2 separate regions of the Zea mays genome follow, and region 1 is linked to region 2. A link is a contact called in public Hi-C data. All regions are on one chromosome and are shown on one strand. Each heading gives the region's core, a stretch centred on a gene start, on an enhancer-like site or on the middle of the called end of the contact. The rest is flanking DNA. Distances are from core to core; before and after follow the strand shown.

The links. Hi-C and Micro-C count contacts between places; a contact is called where the count stands out from the background.
Region 1: a Hi-C map of endosperm shows a contact between it and region 2, with 2.6 times the contacts expected there. The contact joins the enhancer-like site here to the promoter of LOC100191313 in region 2. A contact is called at or near these places in 3 of 25 Hi-C or Micro-C datasets (ear, endosperm and tassel).

What each region holds. Positions count from the first base shown.
Region 1 is chr7:114,478,897-114,484,771 of Zm-B73-REFERENCE-NAM-5.0, forward strand. No RefSeq gene overlaps it. Among protein-coding and RNA genes, the nearest start is that of LOC542626, 120 kb to the right of the region's middle. Within about 2 kb of position 3,400, at least 18 of the 20 cell types and tissues checked have an H3K27ac peak or open chromatin away from gene starts, as enhancers often do. A contact at or near this core is called in ear, endosperm and tassel, where this site is marked.
Region 2 is chr7:114,286,685-114,292,654 of Zm-B73-REFERENCE-NAM-5.0, forward strand. LOC100191313 reads left to right here and starts at 2,012. Exons shown (of 11, transcript NM_001358442.1): 1 at 2,012-2,192; 2 at 4,410-4,571; 3 at 4,858-4,905. The coding sequence starts at 2,127.

The DNA of each region.
Region 1 (5,875 bases), core at 2,150-4,649, 190 kb after region 2:
TGATTCTTGCATATGAAATCTAAACGAGAGCTCTCAATCTTTATGTACGTGTTGATCGTGAACTGCTGGAAAAGCCGCTTTCCATGAAGTATTGGATTGAATACCCCGGGACGAATTTGGAATTTGTAGCAATAGTAGTCACGTACAGGCACAGATAAATGGCTAGGAGATTCTGCATACGCAAGGATTATAAAGTGAGTGATCCTAAAAAGATAGTTAATAATGTGCAAATATATCAAATTATAAAGAAACAACTAACCTGCATCTTCATCATTTGCATTACTTGCCATATGTGTCACGCGATATGCATCCACTTAGTCCATGGATACTCCAACCTTTGGGATATTTGCATGCCATCCAAGTTCACCTCTAGGGAAGAACAATGGATATGATAGTACATCATAGCATCCATGGTATGAGCGGATGCAGTGGCTTGAACTGTCCTTCCCATGGACTGGCCTTGCCCTTTGCTCCCTTCGATCTAGACGGCGGCCACCTCCAAAGTGAGAGGTGTGTTATATGTCTTCTGGTTCAACGTTTGGCCTAGGTTCAATGCGATACGATAGTCATCAAGGTTCTCAACGTGGCCCATGGTCCTAAGGTGCTCGGAGTATGGGTTTTCCACATAGTATGTCGACTATCGGTCGAATAACCTCTTTGTCTTTATGTTGATGCTCTTCACGACACTTACGGTACCGATGCTCGAGAATGGGATCATCATCATAAAAGTAAAGCTCAAGGTGTTTATGCTTTGCCCCACCCTCCCTACCAAATGACTTGATATTGTGGTACATCATGCCCTGTGCTCAGAACATGTATATACCAGAATCCCTTACATTAGTTGTCATACTATCGAGGCAACAATATAGGGAAGTGAAAGAGAAATGGCCATTAAAAAACCTAATGTTATCATGAAAGTGCCTAGCATCAGAGTCTGCACTATCCCACAACCTCTTAAGTTGGGGAGGGGTCTCTAGTGGGGCTAGCTCAATCTTCCCACCACGACAACAAAAACTAGGTGGCTCATACTCATACTTCTTCGCGTTGCAATAACCGCAGTTGGGAACAGTCTTGAGCATATGTGTTTCTTCAGGGATGTTGATGTACACCTTGTCGTATGGGTCAGGAACATCAGTGGCAGTCGATTCATCTTGACTACCATCGATCTCTATATCCTCATCGGTATCCTCATCTGATATTTTTTTGAAAATAATGAGTAAGACATGTGTATTTATATAAGCATTGGTATCATAAAAAGATTGAAATTAGTACATTGTCCAGCGAATAGGTATCCCTCGTTCTCATCAGCATCGTCTTCAAATACGACACCGTCATCGTCATCAACTGGAACGTGAAAATACAAGCCACATAAAAGACAAGGGCATTCAGGATTACAGGGTGGGGAAAATATGTAACCTGAATAAAGATTCTTAACAATTACCATTGGAAATGACCCTTGGCTTCGACTGGGTATGATCCACCCCACTTCCTTGTCCGTCCATACTTGCACTCTCATTTGTGTCACACCCGAGTTTTAGGGGGTCCAAAACCCGAGCGCGAAATAATCACCAGGTGTGCTGGGACCAATCTCACACATATGATGAATAGTGGTACAGAAAAGAATGTCACATCTTCACTATATAATAGGGGTTCTGTACAAAATAAATAAATAATTACATCATATGAAGACACGATCCAGCAAACCAAAGTTGACTGGGAGACGACGGCCTAGACCACTCACGAACTAATCACAGCATCCTCCATGCGCCTCCTCCTGCGGTACCTGTTCTTGACCTGTGGGGGTGTGAGACAGCAAGAGTGAGCTCACATACGTTCATCGCTCAACAAGTTGTGGGGAATAATATGCATGAACTCGCCAAAGGTGGGTGCTCACGTGAAGTGTAAGGCTTACCAAAGGAGATGATTGAAGCTGAGCATTGCTTTTAAAGTTGGTCAAAATTTTATTAGCAATTATTAAGTATAAGTAAATATCAACCCAATTAAGTAGTAGAACAAAAGTAAATACAACAGCTGCGATGCAATGCATATGATAAATTTAATTTAGTTCCATAAATTAATCACGTGAGGGTCTGAGCTGCTCATGATCGTGAGCACGGCTGATATACCAGTTTTACACTCTGCAGAGGTTGCGCATCTTTACCCACAAGTCATGTTACCCATCTGCCACGGGGTTGTACGGGCCTCATACACCTCTACCAAGGAAGCGAGGCAGGGTAACACTATGAGGCCTTTACAAAGTTCCACTAGCTTCAGAAAACCCGCTACAGTTTATAGGAAGCTTCAATGTAGGGATCCCTCGCCTGACCGCCATCGCAGCAAAATCAACCCAAGGACCTCCCTACACTGACCACTCCCCTAATGCCCTTGCCCCTTTTGGGTAAGGTAGTCATCCACTAGCTTTCCTAATTAATCAGCAAAGGGCGTCCCATACCACCCTTGTGGTAGCACTGTTTTCCCGGGTGGTCGCTCCATGTTCCAATTAACATAATGATCTTATCATGAACAGTAAATAACAACTGATGATATAAATATGATAATGAATAATGTGTATCTCTATACCTAAAACCACATATAGCAATAGCAGGTACTACCCAAGAATTCAGTGGTAAACAAGGTATAAAGATAATCAAACTTGGGTAACCTATTGGGTCCCATCAAAATTAACCTATGCAGATCATTATGATTAATCAGAACATGAGGGTAAAAAGAAGTGATCAAGGGCACAACTTGCCTGGGACTTGAGATTCCAGGTACCAACTTGCTTTTCAGATGACTCGTGACCTCACGCTAGTCGTAGCAATACAAACAAACATGGTATAGGCAAAATTATTATCACACCAAACATAAGAACAAAATACATATTAATAATCTACAAATCAAAATAAGATCATAGGAACAGGAATCATTAATTTTGTAGTTATGAATTTTAAGTTATGAGTTTCCAAAAGTTTTAGGTGCTAGGTACAAGATTAATTAGGAGATTAATTTTAATATGGTTTTCATGTCAAAACAGAGACACTAGTTGATAAACAATAATATTACAAAATTATAGAAACTGGAATGGATCAATTTGGACTTAATATGAATTTTCTATGAATTAAATAAGTTCTAGAATTCTTTTTACATTTGAAATTCATTTTCTAAATTAATTTCTCCTATTTTCTCTGAGTTCTAGGCTGTGCACACAATAATAGAGAACCCGGGGTCTAACTCATAAAATTTCTTAAGACTCAGTTTCCCCAGCATTGGACGGCGGGTTGAATAGTTTAAAGTGGAGGGTCTCATTAAGAAAATACCCGATCGAAGGGGTATGGAAGGATCTACACCATCGGATCCTAAGTCAGCGGCGCGGATTAGGCCAACCCTATACACTAACCGGTATGTGACCAGGACCCTCGGATCTCGATCCAACGGTACCGGTTTTAAACCTACGCGATTCGCCGCTGGCCCTCGGATCAAAATCATACGGTTTCTATCAACCGAGCGAAGGGGTAAGAGATCGTCTAATCCTACCAAATCGACGTCAGGGCGTCCCTACACGCCTTCCTCTCTCCCATGTTCACTCCGACCGGTGGTGAGCCTGACACCCATGGCGGCGACGTCGTCGGTGCGAAGCGCGCGGCCCGCACCGGGGCCCCCAACCGATACCGCCCAATTCCATAATTTTATTCGTAGAGGTGGTTTAGGCAATCCTAACGGAGGTGTTCTTACTTCTTACTGACATTGAGGTGTGGATGAAGCTTGGCCACGGCGCACGGCGGATTCATGGCGTCGCTGCGCGACGGCGAGAAATTCCCCCACCAGCACGCACTCCCGCGATCGGAAGCTTCCTCGACGAGTTTCACTACTCCGAACGCCACACCCTGACACCCTACGTGAAGCTCCGCCAGTAGTATGCACCCAGATGGATACCGATGGCGGAGACGAGCCTCCCATCTTCCGCCAACCTCCCCCTTTCACTGTTGTGTCGCCAGCAATAGAGTCAGCTTGATGTGGACGAGGGAGGGTCGCGCCATGAGCTATATATGGAGCCCGGTGCCTACCCAACGATTCGTGGCATGCACGCGATTCAGTTGGAATCCGCGCGGTGGAGCGATTTCTGGCGCTCGGCTCGCAACAATCCCGCGAGGAAGACGAGCCTGTTCGATGGACCCCACGAGACAGAGTTTGTGCGTGACCAGAGTACCCTGGGCAGTGGGCCCCATCAAGTAGAGACGTAGGGGCTGTAACCTGTGTGATACAGAGCGACGATGGGCTGGGCACAGGTTTAGGCCCACGCGGCCGAAGAGGAGGGGGGAAATAAATTGGCCCAGGTGACTGAGGCAGAGAGGCTGCCCAGCGGCCCCACCTGCCAGCGTGCGAGGGCTGAATCTGGGCCGGAGTCTACAGGTTTTGGCCCAAGTACTGCTTATACCTTTCTCTTTAATTATTTATTTATTCTGATTTATTTCTTGTTTTCAAAATCTAATATTTGAATTCAAATTTGTGTATGAGTTTCACACAGAGATTAAATGCACAAATAAAAGTACTAACATGAAGAGATGTATTTAAATATTTTCTTTTATAGTATGTATCATTTTCCCTTTATTCTCTTTTCTTCTCTATTTCCATTTTCAACTTAAATTTTTCAAACTTACTTGTCCCGTGAATTTGAATGCAAAGTGCAAAAGTACAAGAACCACGGCATGAAATGCACATTCGCGTATTTATTTATTTGCCATTTGACTACTTTAATTCCTTTAGTTGAATATGCACAAAGGAAAGAAGATCCAGAAATCCTCAAAATTCTAGGATAGAAGTATATTTATTTATTTTATCCTATTATCTTTCTCTTATACCAATTTTGGGCATTACAATTTGTTGCCACAATAGCACCATGGCATTGATTCCTACATTGTACTGATGGAAACACACGTTTAGTCAGACTACACTCTATCGTCGTCATGCTGGTTCCATTTAAGATAGGATAGTAATCATTGTTTTCAAGTCATCCGATCAATTGAGATTGGTCACGATTAATCATCCAAGTCGGTCAGCCAAAATGACCGACAACTCGTCCGACTTGAAAACAATGATAGTAATTACCATTGTTGTTGATCTTTGCAGTCATATGGGGTTGTGTCCAATCATCCCCTTCCCCAGCGTCACTATTAGTATCCTCAGTCGCAGTAGCCATGTTCCTTGAAATGGATGATTCAAACACTACAAGAAATCATTTAATCCATGACGAATTCTCGGTGACGTAATTAGAAAATGTCATGAAGATGGCTTCGTGACGGTTTTTTGCTATTCCATGACGAATTTTGTGAATCCCATTAAAAAAGAAACGTCATAGATTACAATTTTTTACCCCCATTACATGACGTTATCAAAATTCGTCATAATCATGGCTTTGTGACGTTTTTTTTGCTAATCCATGACAAATTTTGTCTGTCATTGATTAAAGAATTTCTTGTAGTGAAATTGCCAGTTTCGACGGGCTAAGATAGCTTGTCTTTCACCACGTGGCACATGTTGTTTACGTCTTAGTGGTCCAGTAGACATATGCAGTGAATCAGCATCCTCAGTCTGTGTTCAAGCTGGCAGGAAAGGGTTACTAGCGATTTCAGGGATAACCCAGTCGCAGGGGCTAACTGCGGATCCATCAGGTTCAATTGCATCTGTTGTAGGGTGTACAACCTCAGGGGTATATGTTGGGGAATCCATGGCGATGGACTCCTGACTCAATGTGTCAGCCAACCGTGCTCTACGTTTTCTTATGTATTCTATCTTTGACCCTTTCCGCTTTGGTGTATTATTATATAACCTAAGGCGTTCACGCCTAAACTCCCTCTCGGTGGGAGTTAAGTTTTTG
Region 2 (5,970 bases), core at 762-3,261:
AGTGTTGATCTCCCTGGTGCACCGGACACTGTCCGGTGGCACACCGGACAGTCCAGTGCGCCAGACCAGGGCAGCCTTCGGTTGTCTTTTGCTCTTTTTATTTGAACCCTTTCTTGGACTTTTTATTGGTTTGTGTTGAACCTTTGGCACCTGTAGAACTTATAATCTAGAGCAAACTAGTTAGTCAAATTATTTGTGTTGGGCAATTCAACCACCAAAATCATTTAGGAAAAGGTTTGACCCTATTTCCCTTTCAGCGCCGTTGAATTCCCGAGATTGGCTGCTTCGGAGTGTACGACCCTGGTGCACCGGACACTATCCGGTGCGCTAATCTTTAGCACACTCAAGTTCTTTGCTCCATTTCAAATTGAGTCCCTAACTTGATTCTTTTATTGGTTCGTGTTGAACCTAATGCACCTGTAATACATGAATTCTAGAGCAAACTAGTTAGTCCAATTGTTTATGTTGACTATAAACCACCAAGATTAATTATAGAAAATGGTTAACCCTATTTCCCTTTCAAGTGGTTCTACATGAAAAACCCTAGGGGGAACGCACCATAGTTCACCGGTCAGATCTCTGTGTCCAAGCCCGAGTGGAACTTGTCGCGGAGAAGAAGTTCAAGCCAGAAATCGAATACATACTGGATGCCATCGCCAAGCAGTAGAGGCGGGTCTCTTCGGTGTGAGGCTGATACACACCTTCATGTAGCGGCGTCTCCAGCCGATCGCGGCTCGTAGAGGCCGATGTGGCGGTTCATCGACGACAACGACTCCGATCGCCACTCCATCGTGAATCTTGAGAAGGCGGAGGTCATGGCCCATGTCCTATCTATTACAACGGGAGTGACGTCGGATTTCTTGGGAGAGGGGGTCCCTTGTCTTTAAACCACACAAAGTTGAGTGATTTGGTCAGTTTCCCCTTTCTTCCTACTTTCCTCGAGAGATTTGCTTTTGCAAGGGACTCATCGATGGTTGCACTGCAACCTGCTTGGGACCGTCAAAGCCTCCCTTCCTCCTATCCCCGAGGACGCTGCCATCAAGGCCGCACGCCTGACTCGTGCTAGGCTAGGGGGAGCATCTCCCCGTCTACTTATACGGAGGACATGACCTCCACAACCTCTGGTGGGATAGGGCCCCTGCCATCGGTGGCCGTGCGTAGTGTGGTCTCGCTTTTTGTCATGAGTCTTGTGTGATCCTCCAGCGTGTGTAGGCGTACACCCGGTATAGTGTATTGTCCTGTCCTTCCCGGTATGCGGGTTACTGTAGAGACTCCGGTGCTTGGATCCCCCACGACCGGGGTTGACTGGCCTCATAAGGAAAACGGGATACACCAGAGACTGTATGTGGTGACGTACCATCGTATCAAATCATTGATTGTTACATCTCGACACCCCTTCGGTATGCCACGCTCGTGGTCCGAACGTGGTTTGGTGGTGACGCGTCTTGTCACAGCTGACGTGGGTCAGTAGTACTAGATCGTGGCCTCCGTCTTGCAGGGTTGCTCGGTGAGTACTTGGTTGTTCGCTCTGCCTCGTAGGGTTACTCGACAGGGAGTTGGTCAGCTGCTCTGCCTCGCAGGGTCGCTCGACAAGGAGCTGGTCGACCACTCCATCTTGCAGGGTTGCTCGGTGAGGACTTCGTCGGCTGCTCTGCCTCATAGGGTTGCTCGATAGGGAGTTGGTCAGCCGCTCTGCCTCGCAGGGTTGCTCGACAAGGAATTGGTCGACCACCCCGTCTCGCAGGGTTGCTCGGTAAGGACTTGGTCGGCCGCTCCGCCACGTAGAGTTGCTTAGTGAAAGCTTGGTTGGTGGATGAGACGTTAAGAATCTTGGGCCTACTTTAGGCACGCGGTTCCTCGGTACCCGACAAACAAAAAAAGCTATATGTTTTTTTAGCTTTTAGCTAATGAGATGCTAACTAGAAGCTCAAATAATCAGGACCTTCCTAAACACAGCAACAGAAACATATAAATTCGTTAAACTTGAGGACCCTGCCGGCAAAAAATCTCCCTCTCAGTAGGGGCCGGAATAAAAATCTCCTCGCCTTCCTCTCCTACGCCGCCTGACCTCTGCTGTCCGCCTCAACGGTCCAACCCTCCGGTTCGACGTAGGCGCCGGCGGCGAAATGAAGGTCTCCGTGAAGACGCTCAAGGGATCCAGCTTCCATATCGAAGTGGATCCTACCGACAAGGTAGGCAGCCCTTGCGCTCCCGATCTGTCGCTATGGTTCTAGTTGCTGGATGTATTGGCGGGCTGCTTGTTAGGTTCGTTTGGGGTCTAGGATTTGGCTGGTTCCCCTGCGGGGGCGATGAGACATGAGAGTGTTGGAAGCCGCGAGCGAAGCTTCCTTGGATCCAGTCTGTAGGTTGCTGGTTTGGTTCTGGTGGTGCGAGTGTGTAACAGGCTGAACGGAGAGCTGTTGCAGAGTTCGCCTGTGTACTTTCTGGTTTCAGTTTGGGTTCCTTTATGATGTTTTCATACAGGAATCAGATGGCAACGCGAAGTTATCAGGCATTAGTAATTAGTTCATTAGTTGCTCCCTTTATAGTTGGTAGATAGAGCATACGTTGTAGTCAATCTATTATGGCTACCATACATCGCTGTAGGTTGTATGTTCGATTATAAAAGAAAAGGCAACATAATACCTCATTACCTCGTGGGCACGGGCATTGATTAGTTATTGCAGTGTCGGTCTATGCTCAGGAGCCATTCTTGACTTGTTGATGTTAGATCTTATCAGTATAAGCTACTTCCTGCCAGTTTGTTTCTAGGCAGCTTTAGGATGTAATGCTGCATTTTCATCTATTTGGTAATGTGGTTGGAGTGGATCAAATAGGTGCATGCTGTGGCTGCCATAAAACAGAGCTTTTGAAATCTAAATTTTTCAGTATACCTAAGTTCATACAACACAAACCTTAGATGCTATCAACACCCTTTCTCTGGTTATTTCAGCTCTCTAGATAAGAAACTGGTAGCAATGAAGGTTACAGATATAAGGAGTAAATCAATATTACTTGCTTACAATCTACAGTAGAGATTGTAAGGAGATGACATCTCTTTATTTATCAGCTAGGATAAAATGAAGAATCGTCTGATTACTCAGCTCATGTTCTACTGCAATTGTCTCAGATTCACGCCACTTATTTTAACAGTTTGACATGCTAGAAAAAGATTCTGATTGGATCGATAACTAAATGTGTATGTGTGTATGCACCAAGATAAGGCAACACAAGCATGACGTAAACATTGACGGTCTTTCAAATAGGGATGGTTCACAGGTGCAATGGCACCTATCAACCATACATGTACAATGTGGTCCAACTAATATAGGCAAACTTATATCCGCACAGCCAAAATGCAAACCATGTGCACGGTGAACACCCTATCAGCATCCTTATCTAACTACAGCTTCCACGTTGTCTCCAGCATCACAACCCGATTGATTTGGACACCTTCCATAAACAGCAGTGGGTACATATAAATTCACCAAACTAGAAGACCCAATCTGCAAAAGCACACTTCTACTCAGGATCCAAAATAGGAGACTGTGACAAGAAATCGCACTATTCGTTCCTTCCTCCCCTCAGTGGCGGCGTGGTGAGATTAAGGGCACCAGCTCCTGGATCGAAGTGGACACCAACGACTAGGAACTAATCATCCATGCTCCCAATCTATCGCTATGGTTCTAGCTGCTATATGGATCAATGGAGCCGTTTCACGATATTTGTCTGCTTGGTAGGTTTGTTGAGGGCTTGGGGCCTAGGGTGTTGGAAACGGCGAGCAAATTAGGCATGGATCAATCTGTAGGTTGCTTGTTGAGTTCCAGTGGTGCAAGTGGAATTGGCAGAACTGAGAGACGTTAGCCTGTTGCAGAGTTCGCTTGTGGATGTGGAGATGGGGTGGCTTGGGTTTGGGTTCCGCCAAGGTGATGGTTTGGTGGATACAAGAGCCAGATGGCACGATGAAGTTATCAACCCTTAAGCCCTTAATTCATTGGTGCTTCTTTTTCTAGATGGTTATCTATCGTTGCTGTTATGAATTTCTGCAGGTTGTCTGTTTTTAGCACTGTACAAATTTCTGGATGATAGAACCCAGGAATCAAGACTATAAGAGTGAGTGGTGGTGGCCGGCCAGCGCTTTCATGATGATAATCGTGCAGGCGCCATCAAAAGAAAACCAGGAGGAACCGAAACAGAGGAACCGAAACAGAGTAGTCTAAGCGCAGGGGACAATGACTGTGTTACCCTGCTTATCCCCTAATTGCCTAATACCTGGGCTCTAAGACTATCTTCAGTAGTTTACCCATCCCCATATTCAAATTCCACTTTGCAAACAGTGCAGTCTATTTAACAAGAATTTGGTAATAATGTTGTTGCATGCCCGCTATTGACACAAGTTCTTCAAACAGGTTGCCGACGTGAAAAAGGTTATAGAGAGTATACAAGAGCAGGCTTCCTATCCTGCTGACCAACAAGTGCTTATACACCAGGGGAAGGTGCTCAAGGACGACACAACATTGGAGGAAAACCAAGTAGTTGAAAATAATTTTCTTGTTATAATGCTCAGACAGGTAGGCTACTTGTTTATTATTCTGGTTGACACATGGGCACATGACAAATCACGGGTGTATGACTTGGTATGATAATAAAATTATTACTGAGATATGAATAACTGATAACATTAACTGAATAACTGTCATAGTGCATTGGATTATTTGAAAGAATTTGTGCTTCAATTTCTATGGCTAGCTTATTAGCAGTATTTTATATATGGATGCAAAGGCTGCTGTGAATTTGGAATGTCTACGATAGCATCAGAAATGTTCTATATATCTTATCAATTGTAACCTTTCACAGAACAAGGGATCATCAAGTGCAGCACCAGCTAAGGTAACCGCGAATCAGGTGAGACGTTAGAATATTTTGTTTGTCTATACTGATTTTTTTTCACATTTTGTTATTTTTCTTCCAGTTCTAAAGTTCTTCATGACCCATCTAGTATATAAGGAACTCTAGTCAAAATTACGTTTTTTATTTATTGCAAAAGGTGTATATATTGTCACTCTGGATGCTTTGGGGGCCTACATTATTTGGAACCATCGCAACAAATGTGTCTTCGATAACTATAATCCTAATGTGTCTTTAGCCATTAGAATGGCTTTGGAGGAAAGATAGATGTGGGAAATGGCTGGGGCTAAAGGCCTTTCCTATCTGTCTGCCCCTCTCTTTGAGGGTTAGTCTCGGAGGGGGTTTAGACCAGTAGTAGTTTGTTGTTCTCGGATGGATTATTTTGGTTTTCTGGTTTTTCGACCTCTATAAGGAAGTCTGTCCTGTTGTACCTGGTCTTCTTAGACCCTTTTCTCCTTAATATAATGAGACACAGTTCTCCTGCGTTTTTCGAAAAAAGCCATTAGCTATGACACAGTTTTAGTCTTTTAATTATTTGATATAGTATATTTGCAAATCAAAGCATAGATGAGGTCTGTTGAACAACTGGCTTTTTTAGTTATATGTGGTCACTATTTTATTCAACCAAAGGTCACGATAGCTAAAAGCTAAGTTCTGAGCCAACCAAAGTGGTTCAACTACAGTAGAAATGTTCTGAACTTGCAATCTGTATTTTTGCCATCTCTTGATTTTTTTTTCTATCCCCTATTAGGCTTTCTTCAGCAGATCATGCATATGGTTGTGCCAACACTATTTTGCACTGTAGACTACACTGTTTACAGAGTGAAGTTTGAAATAGGAGATGAGATGGGAGATAGGATGGGAAGCTGCTAGAGACAGCCTTATGATCCTTAAATAATTTGAGGGATAACCATTGCCAGGAATATGGCTGGGCAAAGTCGGCTTGGAGGGAGACTAGAGTATTTGGGGAATTGGATTGTTTGTTTGGTTTTCATTCCTTTTCCTTCTTGGTAGTTGGTATGTCACCTCTTTATATAGAGAGGACTCCTAGCCACCTAGGGA